Linked DNA regions of Oryctolagus cuniculus: region 2 is linked to region 1. The links are chromatin contacts, called in public Hi-C maps. All regions are on one chromosome and are shown on one strand. Each heading gives the region's core, a stretch centred on a gene start, on an enhancer-like site or on the middle of the called end of the contact. The rest is flanking DNA. Distances are from core to core; before and after follow the strand shown. Region 1 holds the start of HLTF (helicase like transcription factor). Region 2 overlaps LOC103350414 (a long non-coding RNA gene).

Region 1 (2,795 bases), core at 90-2,589:
ACCGTCTGCAAATACTTCCAAACAGGATCCCTATGAAAAAAGGAGGGGAAGAGGCACAAAAAACAATACACTACTTAACCAAGTACTTCTCAAAGACTTATCCGTATTTATAGGCCAATAGTTTTTAATATTCTATTTTAGCAAATAAAATCTAATGTGGGAATCACTGTACACAAATTAACAGTCACTCTGGTTAAAGCAGAGACTGCAATAGGCAAAGCTCCCGGAAATCCCACCTGTTAAATTGGCTCGTCCATCCCTCCCCCATACAAAATGAAAAATCCTGTAAAGGGTCACAAATCTCTTTCCCAGTGAAAATCACTTAAATTTAAGCGTATATGACGTTTGTAACTCCAATTTTATGCCAAAATTTAAAGAAGGACTTAGCCAGAAGAAACTTGCAAAAATGGAACCATTATTATGCATGCATACATTAAGTTGTTTATATTTTTTCAGATACTATATCCCGCATCCATTACTTTAATTCCCTAGGAACCGACCGCATTTTAATCTGGTATTCAAGCTACGTCATCTCCCGCTCCCCAATTCGTTGGTTTAAGGGTAACCCCAATCCTTTAATGAATAATGATTTTGGGAATAGGCATGAAAAGCAATCTGGACGAAGGAAAATGAGCGTTAGTCTGGTGGAGGCTTCCGGAAAGTTTCTATTCTCTTAAGAGACAGTCGCTATTTTTGCCTGCGTTTTCCTTCCGCATCACGCACACCTCGTCTAGCTTCTCTGCAACCGTTTGCAACCGTCTGTGCATATACACAAATTACGAACCACCTGGGGACAAGGCCTGTATTGCTCGACCCTCTAGTCCGAGCACAATGTGTAGCGGCACAGCGGAGCTGAATATTTTTTGTTGCCTGAAGCAAGGGCTAGGAAGCCTTGAGTCCCAGGCCCCCCACAGTCCGTGACATAAATTCCCCGAGGGTCTGGCACGAGACTCGCCTGAAGAGTCTCTCCTCGCCAAGAAGACAATGCATGTATTTCTCCCCTAGCCACAGGAGCGAAAAGTAGAACAAACACAAGCTGCACGAATCGCACAGGGAAGGCGGAGGAAACACGGGGAAGGTCAGGTTCATTTGGGGACGCCGCCAGGCCGTTAGCTCCAGTGCCCCACCCCCTTCGCCCCCTTCACCTCTTAAACATCCAGGACATGGCGCTGTGCGGGGTGACGAGGAAGACGCTGGGCGCCCTGGAGGGCTCTGATGCAGCCTGTTACGCGTCCTTCCTGGCCCTACAGCCTTCAAGCCGCGGGCAGGTTCTGAGCGCAGGATGAAATGCTCCCACCGACAGGGAAAGACGCCGCGGGTCTAATCAGACGTCGTCGCCGTTTCCTTCCAGCAACAATACGAGAGACCAGCGACGCTCTGACTGGCGTTAGGACCACCCAATCACGAGAGGGAGCCTGCGGAAATGACCCAATCAGGACACGGAAGGGAGGGCAACTCCGCCCCGCGCTGCGATTCAAAGACAGTGGGGGTCCCGGTTGCGAAGGGCTGTTCCATCCGGGTTCTTCCCCGCCCCCAAGCCGGGCGCGCGGGAAAGCCTCGTGGCCGTCGGAGTGCGACTACCGTGCGATGGTGCTGCGTTTTCTGGTGATTCCCTGCTTCGGAAGAAAACAACTCTCCTTTCTGCTGTTTCCCCGCCACATTCTAAGGCCCAGACACATTTTCAAGCCTCTGCGTCGTTCTGCTGCTCATTTTTCTCATTTTCATTTCTTCGTCTGAATAAGCTCTGCTACAGAACCTGGGCTACCCGCGGAATAACTGTTGCAACCGTGGAGACTTAGTCTTTTTTTCTTTTCTTTTTTCTTTTCCATTTTAAGCCTCGTTGACTTAATCTATGATACACCGAGTTTGGAAAATCTTCATCGGATCTTCCAGAGCGAGTGTTTCTCCCAAGTGTGTGTGTGTGTGTGTGTGTGTTAAAGGAAAATTGTCATTTCTTAGCGCGGGAAGACTGTAACGTATGATGGTACAACTGACTTGGTTGGCGACTGCCGGAAATGGACAACACCAGCTTCCCTGTGGGCCCATGGCTGCCCCTGCCAAGGACGGAAGAAGCTTGTTAAAGTGGGGTTGGGACGATGGACCTGTGGCCTCGGGGCTGCCAGGGACGCAGGTTATCTGCTTGACTCATCCCTCCAATGCCCACTTTGAGGGACCCAGGATCTCTAGTGTAACAACCAAGTGCAGTTTGTCCTCATTTTGAGATGAAACAAGTACAAATCCAGAATGATCACAGTAGGTTATGTTTTGTGAAAAAAGAACGATTGTAACAGGAACAAGAACTGTAGGTTGCTTGGTGGACCAAGGAGGAGGAGAAGCTGACACAAAGTGGATCATCAGGAAGATAAAGGGCAGACTTTAATGCATGGACCCTCCTAAAGTTTGGATTTTACTTTAATGGCAATAGGAAGCCAGTGAATGTTTTTTAAGTAGGAGAATGAGGACTGAATTAGGCTTCAAAAAATTCACTTGTGGCAGTTCTGTGGAGAATGAATTTTAGGAGGCAAGAATAGAAGCAACTGATAGAAAATTATGGTGTCCAGGTAAGACAGAATGGTGGCTTGGAATGGCGAGCTGACAAAGCTCAGAGAGCTAGCAGGATTCACCCATTGATTTGAGTATGGCTGGTGAGGAAGAGGAAGGAATCCAAAACTGCTCCAGCCTCCTGTCTCCCAGTCACAAACACACTTTCTCATCTGTCCCCCTCCCTTTATGGAAATCAATCATGTCACGCCCCCTGTTTGACTTGGTAAACAGGAAATCCAAGAATGGCATGT
Region 2 (2,795 bases), core at 76-2,575, 140 kb before region 1:
TTTCTTTAAAACAAAAGTGATCTGTGAAGGGTCTCATTAAATATGGTTCTCCCTTGTCTTGCAAGAAAATTGTCTCTTCCAATGCTATAATTTCTAAAAGAACCCATCCATAACCTTTTTCATTATGCATTGATATACTGCAACTAAAAGCAATTTTAATTAGCTGAGGGTAGAGATTCAGTTTCTCAAAATGCTCATGTCATAAAAGAAAAATTTCCCCTTGACACTGAAGGAAAAAAAATCAGAGCAAATTAATAGACTTTTTTGTCCCTTTTAAAGCTAAAATCATTTTGTGAGTTTATAACAGGAATATCTTACATCCATCAAGGTTTGACCCGTGGGCTCTAGCACATGGAGAGCGGAGCATCAGGAGGAATAATCTGGGCTGGGGAGGCATTCGCTGTTTTCACGCGTGGGTGTGAAGGCCCAAAGACATCGGTTGCATACCCTCCAAGACCAGGGACGCCCCCTCCCCATCGTTACCACCTGTTCTTGTTCCCCTGTGTTATTTTGAGTTTACTCATCCATCTTTCCACCACACTCCGGGCTCATCAGGCGTGGGCTCTTTCTTACTCCGTAGGGACCCTGAAGGGCCTGAGAGATTGCTCGGCCTTCAGCCATTCAGCACACTGTGTCAGCTTTTCAAGAGCATAGCAGCCAAGGCAAGAAAGTGACCCGCTGAGTGGTAGCAGTGACCTCTGCAAGCTCTGAACTCCGCCATTTTGGCCTTTTTGCTGGATAAGTAAGAGACCAAGCGTCAATTTAAAGAAAGGCTGGGTCCGGAGACTCAAGAGTCCACAGCCAAGCGAGGATTAGAACTGTGGATGAAGGGTCTATCAATCTTGGGTAAAGCAATTTCTCTTCAGCGATGCGTTTGGCTTTTTTCCTTTGCCAGCTAAGTCTGCAACCAGCCTTGTCGGGGAAAATGGCAGCTGAAGAAAAGGAAGAGTGGCCAGAAGAGGGCGCTCTCGCCACGGATATTGACAAGCGGTGTCTTTGGAACGTTACCCCTTCAACCTGGCCAACAGAGAGGCAGCACGGGATTCTTTCCTAAGGAGCTCACTTTGCTGGCCAAGTAAGAAGGGAAAGGAGAACACCGCGGGTGAAAAACGAGTGCAGAAGAATGCCACGGCGAGGCCCGCGCTCCCTCGGGGAGCCGAGCCGTGCGTGGTTCTCGGAGCGCTGCTCGCCACCTCCTCACCGCAGCCTTCCCAGGAACACGGCCCGGCCCGGGAACGCTCTGCACGGCCGACCCGCCCCTCCCCCTGCACTGCCTTTCCCCTCGGCTTCTTCCACTTGCTTCAACACGTCATTGCTCCCAGAGCTGCACCAGGCCAGAGCTCCGGGCTGTTTGCCAGCGGCCTCCAACATTCCGGGCCAGTGCTGTGAGCCTTAGAGGAAGGGCTCTCCCGGCGCCCCTGGGGACGGACAGGCGTTGGCGCCAGGCCTTGCCTTCGCCCGGCTCCCGGACAGTTCCAGGCTGAGGGTCTGCACTCCGGGGGAGGTGGGACTTTGGGTCTCCTCCTCCTCCGAGGGTGACAGTGCACACGATGGCAAAGGCACCAGAGATCGGGAGGGAGGTACCCCCTGTCATCCTGTCCTCAAAGCCCGGCCTTCCCCAAGGCCAGTGCTGTTTGGGGACATTGTGTACTAACCCAAAATGTACCTTTTTCTTAGCCTGTGTATGATTCTGTAATTGCTCCCGGCTAAGGCCCTCCTCACTCCACAGGCTCCTACTGTTTCCCCTGAGCTTGTCCTGGTCCCTGATCAGGCCTTCGCGCTGAACTAGAGTTCTCTTCCTGCAAAAAGACCTGACCCTTGAATTCTTCCACATCACCACCCACAGTTCTTCCTATGACTTACTCCAACCACAGAAGCTTCTGCATTGTTCTGTGGATGTGACGGTGCTGCCTCAGGGCCTTTGCACTTGCTGATTCCTGAGTCTGGAATGATCAGACTCAAGTGATTCACTCTCTCACTCTCATTCAAGCTTATGAGCAAATATCATGCCTCCCCTGACCCGCTCCACCAGCACCCACCACACTCACACTCTATCTCCTTCCTCTGCCGTATTGTTTCTCACTGCACTCATCACTGACTGATGTCACAGCTGACCAGCTATTTCTGTTGGTTCACTTCCGACACTGTATCGGCAGTATCTGGCACATCAGATAAAGAATACTTGCCTGGTTAGTCAGTGACAACACACCTTTCATCCACGCAGCTTCCTCCTGCAGCCCTTCAAGTTCTCCTCATTCTCCCCGCAATGAAACCAACTCCTCTGGCCTGGCGCTCGGAGCTCGCGGGCAGACGCTCTTCCCGCTGTGGCCTCGCTGCCTGTCGCGAGCTGCCCACCTGCACGGCGCCCTGAGCTCCATGCACACCTGGTAACACACCAGCTTGCATGCCTGAGTGCTTCTGCCCTTCATTCTATCACCACCTGTGGAAATCCGCCTCATCTCTCGGACTCCATCTGACGCGCTCCCTCCTCCCAGGGGAGACTTCTCTGCTCTCCCTCCCATCCCAGCCCCTGACAAGTCCTCTGTCCTCTGTTTGTGCATCTTTTCTCGGATGCCCTGTGTTGTGAATTATTTCTCTATTTGACTTTCTCTGCAGGAACACAAATTGTAGGAAGTGGGTATGCATTCCGTGAACTCCCAAGCACGCAGAGCAGGGATCTCAGTCACGTTGGGGGCCGCAGGGGTTAGAGCTTCCATCTGTTATTACTGGGCTGCAAGGGAACACAGGAATGGGTTCAGCCCATACCAGTGGGCAAGGTGGGACTAGGGAACAGG

The links. Hi-C and Micro-C count contacts between places; a contact is called where the count stands out from the background.
Region 2: a Hi-C map of embryonic fibroblasts shows a contact between it and region 1, with 2.4 times the contacts expected there. The contact joins the enhancer-like site here to the promoter of HLTF in region 1. A contact is called at or near these places in 2 of 6 Hi-C or Micro-C datasets (embryonic fibroblasts and psoas muscle).

Annotation. Positions count from the first base shown.
Region 1 is chr4:132,374,417-132,377,211 of mOryCun1.1, reverse strand. It overlaps HLTF (helicase like transcription factor), which reads right to left and starts at 1,339. Exons shown (of 27, transcript NM_001114728.1): 1 at 1,146-1,339; 2 at 1-30. The coding sequence starts at 1,165.
Region 2 is chr4:132,519,006-132,521,800 of mOryCun1.1, reverse strand. The region is part of intron 2 of LOC103350414 (a long non-coding RNA gene); the gene reads right to left. Among named protein-coding and RNA genes, the nearest start is that of GYG1, 35 kb to the right of the region's middle. Within about 2 kb of position 1,325, at least 6 of the 8 cell types and tissues checked have an H3K27ac peak or open chromatin away from gene starts, as enhancers often do.